Linked DNA regions of Mus musculus: region 1 is linked to region 2. Evidence: chromatin contacts called from public promoter capture Hi-C data. All regions are on one chromosome and are shown on one strand. Each heading gives the region's core, a stretch centred on a gene start, on an enhancer-like site or on the middle of the called end of the contact. The rest is flanking DNA. Distances are from core to core; before and after follow the strand shown.

The links. Promoter capture Hi-C pulls out the DNA fragments that hold promoters and counts their contacts.
Region 1: a promoter capture Hi-C map of trophoblast stem cells shows a contact between it and region 2, with 4 times the contacts expected there. The contact joins the promoter of Spata17 here to the enhancer-like site in region 2. A contact is called at or near these places in 14 of 39 promoter capture datasets (the 3T3-L1 cell line, cranial neural crest, embryonic stem cells and 7 more), 8 of 484 Hi-C or Micro-C datasets (the HPC-7 cell line, cerebellum, cerebral cortex and 4 more) and 12 of 115 datasets of contacts at active chromatin or transcription factors (cardiomyocytes, differentiating embryonic stem cells, embryonic basal ganglia and 5 more).

The regions. Positions count from the first base shown.
Region 1 is chr1:187,213,528-187,220,315 of GRCm38.p6, forward strand. It overlaps Spata17 (spermatogenesis associated 17), which reads right to left and starts at 1,919. Exons shown (of 10, transcript NM_028848.3): 1 at 1,643-1,919. The coding sequence starts at 1,758. Gpatch2 (G patch domain containing 2) reads left to right here and starts at 1,984. Exons shown (of 10, transcript NM_026367.4): 1 at 1,984-2,149. The coding sequence starts at 2,097.
Region 2 is chr1:186,831,877-186,837,764 of GRCm38.p6, forward strand. No RefSeq gene overlaps it. Among named protein-coding and RNA genes, the nearest start is that of Rrp15, 85 kb to the left of the region's middle. Within about 2 kb of position 2,660, at least 48 of the 459 cell types and tissues checked have an H3K27ac peak or open chromatin away from gene starts, as enhancers often do. A contact at or near this core is called in cerebellum, differentiating embryonic stem cells, neural progenitor cells and 1 more, where this site is marked.

The DNA.
Region 1 (6,788 bases), core at 669-3,168, 380 kb after region 2:
GAAGGCACATCAACTTACTAAATTAAGATCACTCTAGGAACTGTTATGAGTCAGAAACAAATTTTTCCAGTGATGGAGATAATGGGGCCACATTCAGAACAGTGTAAAGGGATTACACTGAAGGCTGATGCGGAGGACCACACCCCAGCAGCCATCAGTCCTGTTGTGGGTAGCACTATAGATCAGAATATCTATACCACTACTGCTGCTCGGGACACTTCTTCCCAGGTAGTGCAGTATTTAAATACACAGGCTCTATAGCTGAGTGTGATCCCTGAGTGACCTATTTCCTTTAACAGCCCACCTAACACATTCGGGCCCTCTGGATGCCAGCTAGCAGAAGGGAAACCAGCAGCTCAGTTTTGACTTAGAGCGAGCGCATCACAATTCCGTTCTCAATGTCTGCTCCACAATAGCATGAAGGAGTCAACTTGTCCCCACTGCACACTGAGGTCATGAACAAGCAGGAGCCTGCCACATAACTCTAAATGAATACTATATGATCTCTGAATGTTAAGTATAAGAATTCCATTGCGCAATGGCTATGCTTATTTAAAGATGATTAATTGGAAGCTTCGGTAATGTGATTATTCACTAAATAACTGTTGTAGCTATTCCATTTCAGGAAGCAAGACAGTACAGGCTGAAATAATGGTTAAACTAAGAGGCAAGAAAAAAAGCAACATTGGCCTACTTCTAGCAAGAAAATCCATAGTTTCTCACAAAAGTTACAAGATTGAATTATCACTGTAGTTGCTAGAGGTTCACGATGAAATAGCAAAACTATAGTTGAGATGTATGTTAGGATAAGAATAGCTTATCAGGACTTTCTCACACTGACTTGGTCACTGCTGGTCTGCTATAATTTATCACACTTTTTGTAATGTACTTTTTGTGATTCCTTCTAAGTTTTGAAAACCACTGGGCCATTGCTTCTAGTTTCAATGTCCCCTTTTCATGGAGAGGAAGTTTAGGTGTGGGGGGTGAGAATGCTGCCTTAGCTCTTGCCCATTTACTGTACCAATTATCTTGTCACAATGGTATAGAAACTTCACTTGGACAAATGAATCACAGATGAATTGAATTCTGTGATGTTTGTGAGATTAAGTGAAGCTCAAATTCCCATTTGGACATTGATATTCTGAATTCATGGAACTACCTGGGTAAGCCTGGTTAACGTTAATTAGGCCACTAGACCTACATTGTATAAAATAGGTTTCACCAAACCAAATTTCTCAGTGATTATTTTAAAATGTCGAAAAAAAAAAAGCCCCACAAAACAAAACAGTATTTTGAGGAAGACTCCCAAATGTTGCCCAGGGCAGCCTTGAATTTTCTGTGTTGCCCAGGCTGGACTGGACTCACAGTCATCCTCCTGCCTGTTTCCCCAGTCGGGGTTTACTTCATTTAGGGCGGCCCTTAATAATTCTCTATTCTGGGATCTTCCTTAGAGAATATTAACTTATTAATGACTTGTCAATGTATATATAATCCACTTGTGATTGATTATATATATATATATATATAAACTTCTGATCATGTTTGAATCCCCATGGGGAGAAGAAGAATTTAGAATTATTTCCTGAATTAAGTAATTTGTTAACAGTAAACATCTTCTGAGACCCCTCTCTTCACTACTCACCGGTTCCTAAAGTAGTACTGACTTTCTAGAAAGGGTGCCCGCGCCAGCAGCTTGGCTAAAGTAGCCATGTCCTTCAACTCCTGGAGTTCACCAAAATTGTTACTATTAGTCTCCATGGCAACTGGGCTGAACCAAGGTCACTTCCGACTTATCGGCCTTTCCTTTCACTCTGTTTCAGTTTCAAGCAACTGGACAGAGAAATCGGATTTGTACACGTGAGACCAGACTTGAGTCGACTCGCCCCTTTCTCCTGGAATTTCGAGCTGCTGATGGGAAGGGTCAGGGTAGGCTAAGGTGAGCGAATGGTCGCTTCCGGTTTCCGGTTTCCGCCTCCAGCCGGCTTCCGGAAGTTGCTCTCAAAATGCTGAAGTCCTGTGTGGAATTGGCCGGGGCTGCGGGAGTTGGAGTCGGTCCTCGGGCCTGAGCCTCGAGGCCGCGCTCCCGGGTGTCGTTGATGTTTGGGGCCGACGGGCGCCCAGCGATCGGAACCGCCGCCGGGAAGAGCTGGTGAGCCCGGCGGGCGGTTGGGAACGGGGCGAGCGAGCCGGCGAGCAGCTCGCGGGGCTCCGGGTCAGAGACGGCCGTGCACCAAGTTTCTTCAGGCCGCGTTCCCGTTGTCCCTGCCAAACCGGCCACATTGTACTAGATTCCGTGGTTGACAAGATCACAGAAATTCCCAGTCCCAGAAGTTTCTTAGTAGCAGAGACACCAGGCTCTTGTACTCCCTGCGCAGCTCGGTTCGTGTAAAGCCTAGAAGTTTTCCACCGCCCTGGAGGCTCTGTCCTAGTTTATGGGAAAGGGGCGTTTTCCAGTAGCCCCAGGTTGGAATTTGTCTTTAGGGTACCCTGGTCCACTGCTGTAAGTTTCCAAACTGCTTTCGCAAATCACACTTGATCTTTAATGACATCCCTGCTGTAGGAGACTCGCAGGTACAGAAAATTTAAGAGGCAAAGTTGTCCTGTGCCCCTGAGTACCAGAGATGATAGCTCAGTTTTGGATTTTCTAGTTGAAAACCCTGGTCGCCCAACCTCCACCCCCACCCCCACCCCCCGTTTGTTCCAACGCTTTTCAGAGAAACGTTAGTGTAACAAGAAAGTAGATGTCTTGCGGTCCATCTTGAAACATAAAAATCTGACCAGTAAGTCAAGAACTGTGATTTTTAAAGTTCCTGCCAGTGGGCTGTGATGTCTGATTGTTTAGCATCACCGATAACTGAAAAGTTAAAAGAATATCTTAGGTCAGATGGCTTATTTGGTTCCTCTCTAGAGACCATTTCTAACCAGTGTTGTTTTTCTTGTAGCTTTTAAGTTCTCACGATTTTCAGTTAGAATACTAGGAGAAGCTTTTTATTTTTTTTTTTTATTTTTATTTTTATTTTTTTAAAGATTTATTTATTTATTATATGTAAGTACATTGTAGCTGTCTTCAGGGATACCAGAAGAGGGAGTCAGATCTTGTTACGGATGGTTGTGAGCCACCATGTGGTTGCTGGGATTTGAACTCTGGACCTTCGGAAGAGCAGTCGGGTGCTCTAACCCACTGAGCCATCTCACCAGCCCAGGAGAAGCTTTTTAAATGAGCAATTGTAATTGTTGCACTCAGCTTGGAACAAGAGACGCAGGTCACAATGCACTAGTTTTTCTTAGCTTTGGCAGTTGTACATGTGGTAGGAACCACCACAGAAAACAAGATAAAGGAACTTCCCTACATCCTGGTGTTTCCTCTAAAGTGTACTTAATGCTTCAATGTTCAGAGCCTGGTAAGGAACGGAAGTGTTCAGTAGATTGGTCTGGTCCTAATAGAAAGGAAGTCATTTGTGTGCTAGTTGACATAAACACACAAACCAACCGGTGACCCCATTTATTCTTCATTGTGCTTTCTGTCTCCTATCATGCATAGATAGCGCTGTGTATTACTGGCTATTACTTGACGCGCTATTACTCTAAACTGGAGTTACTTGCAGTAGTGTTTTTACTTGCTAAACAACTCATCTTTTGTAATGAGTGAGACCAGAATATCATTAGCACCTATCAGCTGGTGCTTTTGAAAGAAAGTCTTAAAATGAGTCAGTCTCTCTCTCTCTCTCTCTCTCTCTCTCTTTGGTTTTTTTTGAGACAGGGTTTCTCTGTGTAGCTCTGGCTGTCCTGGAACTCATTCTGTAGAACAAGCTGCCCTTGAACTCAGAAATCTGCCTGCCTCAGCCTCCCAAGTGCTGGGATCAAAGGTGTGTGCCACCACTGGCCACCTTAAAATGAGTCTTAACTGTCCGAAGAAGCGTGTTACACAAAACCAGGACCTTTCTTTTCTAGTTAGTGTGCATGCCAGTCCACTGTTGTCTTCCCCTCCTGCCTTCCCTTCTTCACCAGCAATCTCCCTTTCCTCTTGGCTCTCTTTCCCTTTCTGAGGCTGAATTTTGCTCTATAGCCCAGGCTGATTTCCTCCTAGAAGTTGTCCTGTCTCAGCCTCCCCAGTACAGGAACTACAGGCACGTGCTGCCTTGCCCAGGCTTTGATATTTCTTAATACAGTTTTTTTGTTTCATTCTTTGAAATGCCTTTCACGATTCTTTTATCCAGGTTGTGAAATCCCCATGCTATTGGCTGTTGCTACCACTAAGTAGTTAACTGGCCTTGGTTCTATCTGTGTATGCCATCTTATGTAAATCCTCAGTGATTGGCACCATACATTTTTTATGGCCTAGATAAGGTGACAGCAGAGGCGAAGATAATTTAAATAACTACTCTAAGCGATCTGCAGTATGATCCTAGTGTACTTAAATTCCCCATCGCCCTAATGTACTCAAGTTCTGTCTGACTAAGGTTGTATCTCTAGACATCTATGAATTAGAAAACAGACACCCAGATTTGTAGACTAGCCTGTAATTTCCTAGATAGCCCCCCCCCATTTTTAACTGTGTTTTGTTTTAACAACAATAAAAAGCCATTGAAATGCGATCTGGACCTTTGCCTCTGCAATTTCATTCTTGATTTTTTTTTTTTTTTACATCTGGAATAATAAAAACTGCTTGTCTTGAGTAGCTGGGGTTTGTTTGTTTTCTGATTGGTTAGGGTCTGGAACTCAGTCTCCTATACTGTTAGCTTTGCTTGATTCTACATATTCCTTCAGTTAAAGATCAAAGCAGTAGACAGTATAATTTGGCGCAAATACTTGTGGGGAGCTTCTTAGCATCCGTCGTGTGTCAAGCTGGAGACTTTTAAGCTTTGCTAATTTGCTTTCATTTTCATCTTTATGTAAACTATTAGTCTGTCTTATTCACATAGCAGAAAAGTTAAAATCCTTATTTTCTGAAGATTTCAGTAATATCACATTCTCTCTTTGGTTTGCATGTCCTACATGTTCTTGTCATCTGGTTATACATATGCTAGGGACTTACATTTAAATCTTAGCTGTTTTCATGGTCCTAACCTAGGAATTCAGGATATATATTCAGTAAATATTTGCTGTGTAGTTATCATGTATAATCAAGACATCGTTTACCCTGCCAAAACTTGTTGACAGGATGATTTACTTTTAAAATTTTTTTTTTTTGATCTTGTTTGATTTATATTCTGACTACATTTCATCTAGGCATTAAAAAACTAATTTACATTTTGAAAGCAGAGGCAGTGAGAAAAGTTTGGCTGTCTCTTGAAGTCAGTCATTAAATGAAGAAACAAAATCAAGAAATGGTCTTCCTCCTTCTTCTTCTTCTTCTTCTTCTTCTTCTTCTTCTTCTTCTTCTTCTTCTTCTTCTTCTTCTTCTTCTTCTTCCTCCTCCTCTTCCTCCTCCTCCTCCTCCTCCTTCTTTTTCTTTTTAAACTTACTGGTCAGCCGACTAAAATTTTTCTAGTGTAAAGAGGAAAGGAAGTGGTTTCCTCAGATGTCCCTGGTGGCAAAGTGACAGAGCTGTAGCTTCCAGCAGATAGGATAACTGGATGCAGTCAGGGGAGCGTTTGGCACGAGTAGGGGGAATGGATTCCCCTGTTTGTTAGAGAAGATTGTGATTCCTAGAGGGGAAGAAAGATTCTTCTCTCTATCTCTCTTCTTATTTATATCTGTGTATTAAAGCAGGAATCAGATGCATTAAAGTCAGGCTCTCAACTCTGTAGCTCAGGGGTAGCCTCAACATCTGAGGGAATTCGGCCTCTGCTTCCCTAAGTGCTGAGTTCACAGGCAAGGTCCACTAGACCAGGCCATAAGACATATTGTTTCTTTTTTGGTTTTGAAGATCCAGGTTTTCAGTGTGTGTGTGAAGGAGGTCAGAAAAGGTTGTGGATCCCCTGCCTCTCCTTACCCACCGAGCTGGAGATCTAGGTGGGTGTAAGCTGTGTTACCTGAGTGCTGGACACCAGACTTGGGTCTTCTGGAAAGGTGGTAAGGATGCTTAACTGATGCTGAGCCCTCCCTCCCTCCCTCCCTCCCAAGATGCAGCCCTTTAGTAAATGGCTATGTCAAACCCATTCCGTTGTTGTGGTGGTGGGGACCACAGAGCTTTGAGCATGCAAGGCAGGTATCTGACCACTGAGCCACTCTCCAGCTTTTGCTTGAGACAAAGACTCATTTGATGACTAGAGTATGATTAAGGAAGATACATTTTAAGTTCCATTGAGCATCAGAAATTTTAACATTTAAGATGTATCTTATAGATCATATATATATATATATATTTTTTTTGACTAGTCTTAAAATGTAGACCTTCCCCGTGGTATGGCTCTCTTACTATTTATGTGTGTTTACTCAGTGCCATAGTCCACGTTATTAGTATTCTGTACTTTTGGTGCATATTTATATTTATATACTTTTGCTGTATATTTAGAAGACCAAATAGCCTTTCGTAAACAACCTTTTCTTTTTAAATCTTAAATAAAATGTAGTAGTTACATGATGTGGAAGCATATAGCTCTGTCGCTGTGTTCCTGTTTGCGAGTGGTCATCACGTGCTGTGCCTTCATCAACGCTGCAGTCCTTGGCTATGTGCACACTGAACTTGTACTTTGTAGGCCGGTGATTTTCAGCCTGTGGGTGGCAACCCCTTTGGGACATCAAATGACCCTTTTACAGGGGTCACATATCAGATATCTTGCATATCAGATGTTTACATTATGATTCATAGCAGCAGTAAAATTAAGAAATGGTAATGAAAATTA
Region 2 (5,888 bases), core at 1,410-3,909:
ATACCAGGAGATGATACGATCAGATCGGTTTCTTAGAAATCTTTTCTTTTCTATTAGCTCCGTCTGTCCCTTTTGACACTTAGAGGTTAGACCTAATAAACTCCACTACTTTATGTACTTTCTGAAATTATAAATCTTACAAAGGTCCTTAAACAAACAGAATAATATTTCAACCAAACAGACATTTCGAGCCATGCCTGTGTATAGGGTATCTTTAGGAGGCATGCAAGAACAAATCACCGCTACATCTTTCAAGTTTTGCATGACAATAAGCTTACCATTGAGTAATGAAAAATATATCTTTCATTACACAGGTTTACTTTCATTCGATGAAACAGAATACACATAGATGCATGATAGCCTTGTAGGACATTTTTTTCTCTTGCCAGGAATTACCAAGATCCTGAGATCCAGGCTCCCATTATTCCTATGTGTGAATCATTAATGAATGTGTGGGCAGCGATGTCACCAAGCAGCACCCGGGATAAATACACACTCTCCTAGTTCTGGGTTGGCTTCTCCCTGCCCTCCAGTCCCCTTCTGTAGCTGAAGTGTCCCATTCTCTTTTATTTTCTCCACCTCCCCTCCTTACCTGACCAAAGAATCAACATGGTTAAATTACCAATCCTGGCCCAGAAACATTTTTATGATCGGTTTCCAAGAATGTTAATTTATTTAGGGGTGTTAACTATGACAGTCCACTCTGACATTGTTATTTTAATTGCTTATTTAAGACATCTACCATCTCTCTCTCTGTCTCTCTGTCTGTCCCTGCCTCTCTCTGTCTCTCTCTCTCTCCACACACACACACACACACACACACACAGAGAGAGAGAGAGAGAGAGAGCATCAGACACTGAACACTTTGAAGGACAACTTCAAAATCACCTTCTGTACCTGCAAACATTCACTTTAATCTTTAAAACCGGGTGCTTTCTGGTGAATACACTGTGTGTTAAAAATGGTTTCTTTACACTCTGTCAACAAACAAAAATTGTTTCAAAAAAACTCTAAGCATGTTTTGGGACCTGTGTATTTTCTTCCTCACTTCCATCACATTTTTATAACTTTCAAGTCGAATAAGCTTCATTTTAAATGCCCATCTCTTGAACAGAATTCTAAAGAAAAATATGTGGATAGTCACCCCTAAAGATGGTTTAAATTTTTTCTCATTTGCATAGCAAGATTTAATTTCCAACCCTTAAATATGACGAATTGCTGAGATTTTCTTCAGTTAATGCCTTTAACAGCTCCCAATAAACTTCATTAATCAGGCAAGCTCAGGCCCACTGTGTAGCCTGGAAACAGCTAATTTGCTTGATGAGACCCCGACTTTAGTGAATAAACAGGTGTATAATCTGAGGGCTTTATGGCCTTAATTATAGTCTAATCAGTTCAGCGGTTGGCGGGCAAAAAAAGAAAGAAACGGGGATGGGGGAGTCTCTTTTTCTAAAAGGAGGCAGCCGTACCCTTCCTTACACTTGGACTGCTGTCCTCCACGCCTGCCTCTCCCCGTGTTTCCTGCCTTCCATTCTCCGTTCTGTTTTTCACCAAGGCCTTCCTTTCTGTGGTCCCTGCTGCAGCCGCTTCCCGTGCTCTCCCTCAAAGCCGGTCTGGCTTCCCCATCTCTGGCAGAGCACCTCCTCGGATGCTGATGTCTTCCGGGGCTGCAGGGTCACTTTGCTCCCGGCCTCCTCCACTGCTCGCGCCCCGCCCGCACCTCCCCTCCCCGGCTGAGAACCCTCCCTGTCACCCGTGGGCCGCCTACAAAATCACTTCAAGGGCACTGGAACTTAGAAGGACGAGACAAAGCTTGGGCATATGGTCCAGTCCCCAGATGTTGCCTTTCTTCTTCCCAGGCCCACCTCCCCCTTGTCTGCTGCTGGTGCAGCCTCACGCCCCCATGGCCAAGTTCACCGCTGGGGAGAAGTGGCTTCATTCTGGTTAAGTCTTTTGTTTTTTCTGGCCTTCCTTCCTAGCTGATTAGCACCACAAAGTAGAAATTTCCCTGAGCCGAGTGATTGGTGTTTTAATTCTGCAAGAAAGGGACCTCTTGTTCGTGAACAGGACGTGGGGTGCAGAGGAGGGACGCGGAAAGACGAGGTGCTATGCCCGCACAGGACGCATCTGAGTGACTTGGGCCCTGGCCACCCAAACTGTTGTCCCCAGGCCTTGGCATCTCCTCTGTCCCCGCAGGAGTGCGCGAGTGTGGGTAAGATGTATACTCGTGCAGATGACTAGTCACCCCAAAGGAAAAAACGGAACTAGTCTCAGATCCGGGTCTTGGGGATAACTGCTCCCGCTCACCGGGGTGCGTCCTGGCACCTCCGGACCCCGCCTGCAAGTGTTCCTCGACTGTTAGGTGACCCCAGTTTGGGCAGGCGGGAACTTCGCGCCTTGGGTGGAAGTGGCAGTCCTGTGATCCGCGCTCTGGCTCATCCAGAGAAAGAGGCGGGCAGGCAGCCACCTAGTGCTCCCAGGACCAGCAGAAGCAACCGGGCCCCACTGGGCTCCCCTATTTCTGACCCCTTGCGGTCAGCGGGTAGCCCCTTGATAAGCCAAAATGCTTGTGGCGGAGAGTCACGCACATGCAGGCACCGCAGCTCTGGGTGGAAGAACTGTTGCCTAAGAACAGACTTGCTGGCAGCTGGCTGTTCACTGCCAAGCCCCCAGTCTCTTAGTCATGATGGATCCGTGAGCGTCCAGAGCTAGCGCGCCCCCTCCCCCTTCTTCATCAGCTGCCTTGATCTCTGCAGAACCACCCAACTTTCTTGGAGACCGTCAACAAAAGCGTGGGGAGCGTGGGTCTTCCGCAGGCAAACAATGAAAAAACCGAGAAGCCTGTTTGCATACGCATTACCCTGAACCCGACTGCCAAGGAAGAAGCCACCGGCATGCAGCAGGACTCATCTTATCTTGCCTGTTTTCATTTGTTTACATTGGAGGACAGTGGAAAGAAATAATACTGCCCAGGAAAAATAAAAAGGCAACCACAACCTCTTCCACTCGTTTTTTTTCTCTGAGCATGTCTGAATGTCCTCTGTGAACCCTCGGACAGTTCAAAATAATAATAATAAAATAATAATAATAATAATAATAATAATTTTTTTTAAAAAAAAAGCAAATTCTAACCCACGAAAGTGAGATTACACATTTAGATATTTTGTTATTGTGCTCGCCGAACCCCATCTCAGTGATGAGCCTCTGTGAGTGTGTCCTGTTTTAGTTTGGTTTGATCTGAAATGTCCAAACCGCTGATACTAATATTTTTTAAAAAATATTTAGTCATCTTTGAAACCTAAGCTCAAAGTATATAAACCACATACCCAATAAAATCTGCTGTGAAATTTTTTACTCTTTTGCAGTAGAAAGCAGGGTTCTGTGCCAAATGACCAAATCAAAGAAAATATTGATTGCTATCTAAAAGACACGTCACAGTGTATTTCACCATAAATATCTTCAGTAAGTGGTTGAATTAGCAGAAAATTATTTAAACTGTCCATGTTACAATTGCAACTTCTTCAAAAGCAGATCATGGCAATAAGTTAAACCATTTAATCATCCAATTTGTCATAATTAAATCAAAGGTTTGGAAAAGAACAACAGGGATGTGTGTATATGGATTTTTTTTTCTTTCTTAAATTTAGAATTCATAGTCTTCTTGGACAAAAGCTGGCCTTCGACCTTTTGTTCTTTTTTTCTTCCATGAGATCATAAAAAAAGAATGTATTGTGGCTGGGTGAGTGAGACATTTCCCGAAGAACGACCACGACAGCATCTTCTACTTATCTAAACTAAATTACAGCTTAATAATATCCAGTCTTGCTGCGTGGATGCTCTCGCACACCTGAGTGGCCAGGGCATCTTACTGCCTAATTTCTCTTTTGTATTATGTCTTGGTAATGAAAATACATTATTATTTCTCTTTAAAATCCCTCTTTGCCCCCTCCCGTGTCCAAGTTCTGAAAATTCTCAAACCAGTCCTGAGAAATACAAATGCACAAAGCGACAGGCGAAGCAGGCCCCGTGTTCAGCACTCAATCATTTCCTGTCACAGGTGCAGCCACTATGCGTTATCCCGCCATGATTGATAGAGTGGGTTTCTGCAGACTGGGGGAGCCGAGGAGGCTCAGACGGGGTCCTGTCATTTGGGCTCCATTTCATGCTACCTGTAGGGAAAAGCAAATTCTTTGTGGGGATTGGCTGTTTAGTGAGTTTTAAGTTTTACTTCCTCCTATATAATAGAAAGGTCATATTCCCTAAAAGCGAAGTATAGCTTTAAGGTTGATCTTAGAACAGACGTCATGCTAGGGAAATCAAGAAGGGTAATCATAACACAATAGACCTTGTTCCATGTAGCCTGTAAGTGTGCTACAGAACACACCTACAGCCATGTGTCTTATTACTGTGTTAGTAATTACTATTTTTTAAATCCTAGTGTATTAACAGAAAAATAATAAATGCCTTATACTCCCAGATGGTCACTTGAACTTGATGGCTGTATCAGAAGATTAAACAGAGGAGTTGATGTTGTTATGAGTTAATTCACTAGAAGATGAATTATGATATTATATTCCATTCAGTAATAAACAGAATCCTTGACTAACATCCAGGTTCAGGTGTTTGCATAAAAACGCAAGACAAAAAGCGGAGTCTTTATCATCCTACGTGTGGCTATCCCTCCCGTCAGCTGGGGTGAGGGTTTTTCTGTGTTTTCTTTTGCTGTGATCAGCCAACATCTTAACTTAATTAATGTAAGATCAAGGCTGACAACCATCACACTCCTGTTATGCAAAACTGTACAATCCTCCAGGTCCTTCACTTCGTTTTGAAATGGCTAAAGGCAAACTGATTTGCATAAGGAGATCTCAGATTTTAAAATGTAAAACTTCTTGCAATGGGATTATTAAGTGGCTTTCAACGATGCCCCCAGATGTTCAGGCACCACTGCAATGCTTTAATATTGTTCTTGTGGGTTTTTTTTTTAATATACACAGTCTAATCGATTGTTTAAAATGATAGAACTGGGGAATTAAATGACTTTTTAAATGTTCCATTTTTGACGGCAGAACGTTCTTCTATATCAATACGTCTCATTTTATAACTGCAGTGAACAACATGTGTTTTGCTGAAAATTTCTGCTAACAAATTATGATCCCAAAATGTTCATTTTTAAAAAGCTGACAAATTATATCCAAATAAAAGCAGGAGCAAGCACTGCAGCTCATAAATCTCTTGCTAGAAAAGGGACCACATTTAGAAAGATTTTTTTTTCTTTTACAAATTTTCCCTGTGATTGAGACAATCTGGCAAGCTCAACATTTAAAAAATATCTGATGGCTCAAATCAACCATTTAGGTTAAAGTTTTTTTTTTTTTTTTTATAAGAAACATGTATAAAGATGCACTAAATATATACTAATGGTAATTATATAGAAATTTTTTTTCCTTTTTAAAGCAAGATTAAAATGAGAAAGGATAGAACAATATAGATGTTTCTCAGTCAGCCATCAATGTTTAGGAAGTTCTTGGAAATCACTGTACACAGTAGCAAGCAAGTGCCTACATCCACGCAACTGTGAAACTATTGTACAAGCTCAAACACTGTCTGTCATTACATCTTTAAACCTTGATGTAATAGCTTTATTTTCATCATTTTTTAAAAAGCAAGTCTTTAAATATTCAGTTGGTTCTTAATTATTTTAGCTGTTAGGAAAGTGAATTGTCACAAAGATACAGTGTTAAACCACACACCACTTTATTGCAATTAGCGTTTGGCTGTCCTGGATTCATAGTTAACTCTGTCTGTTTTGTTTTATGTTAACCGTCAAGCAAGAATAGTAGTTATGAAGTATTCATGATACAGAATATTCCATCAGCATTTGATTT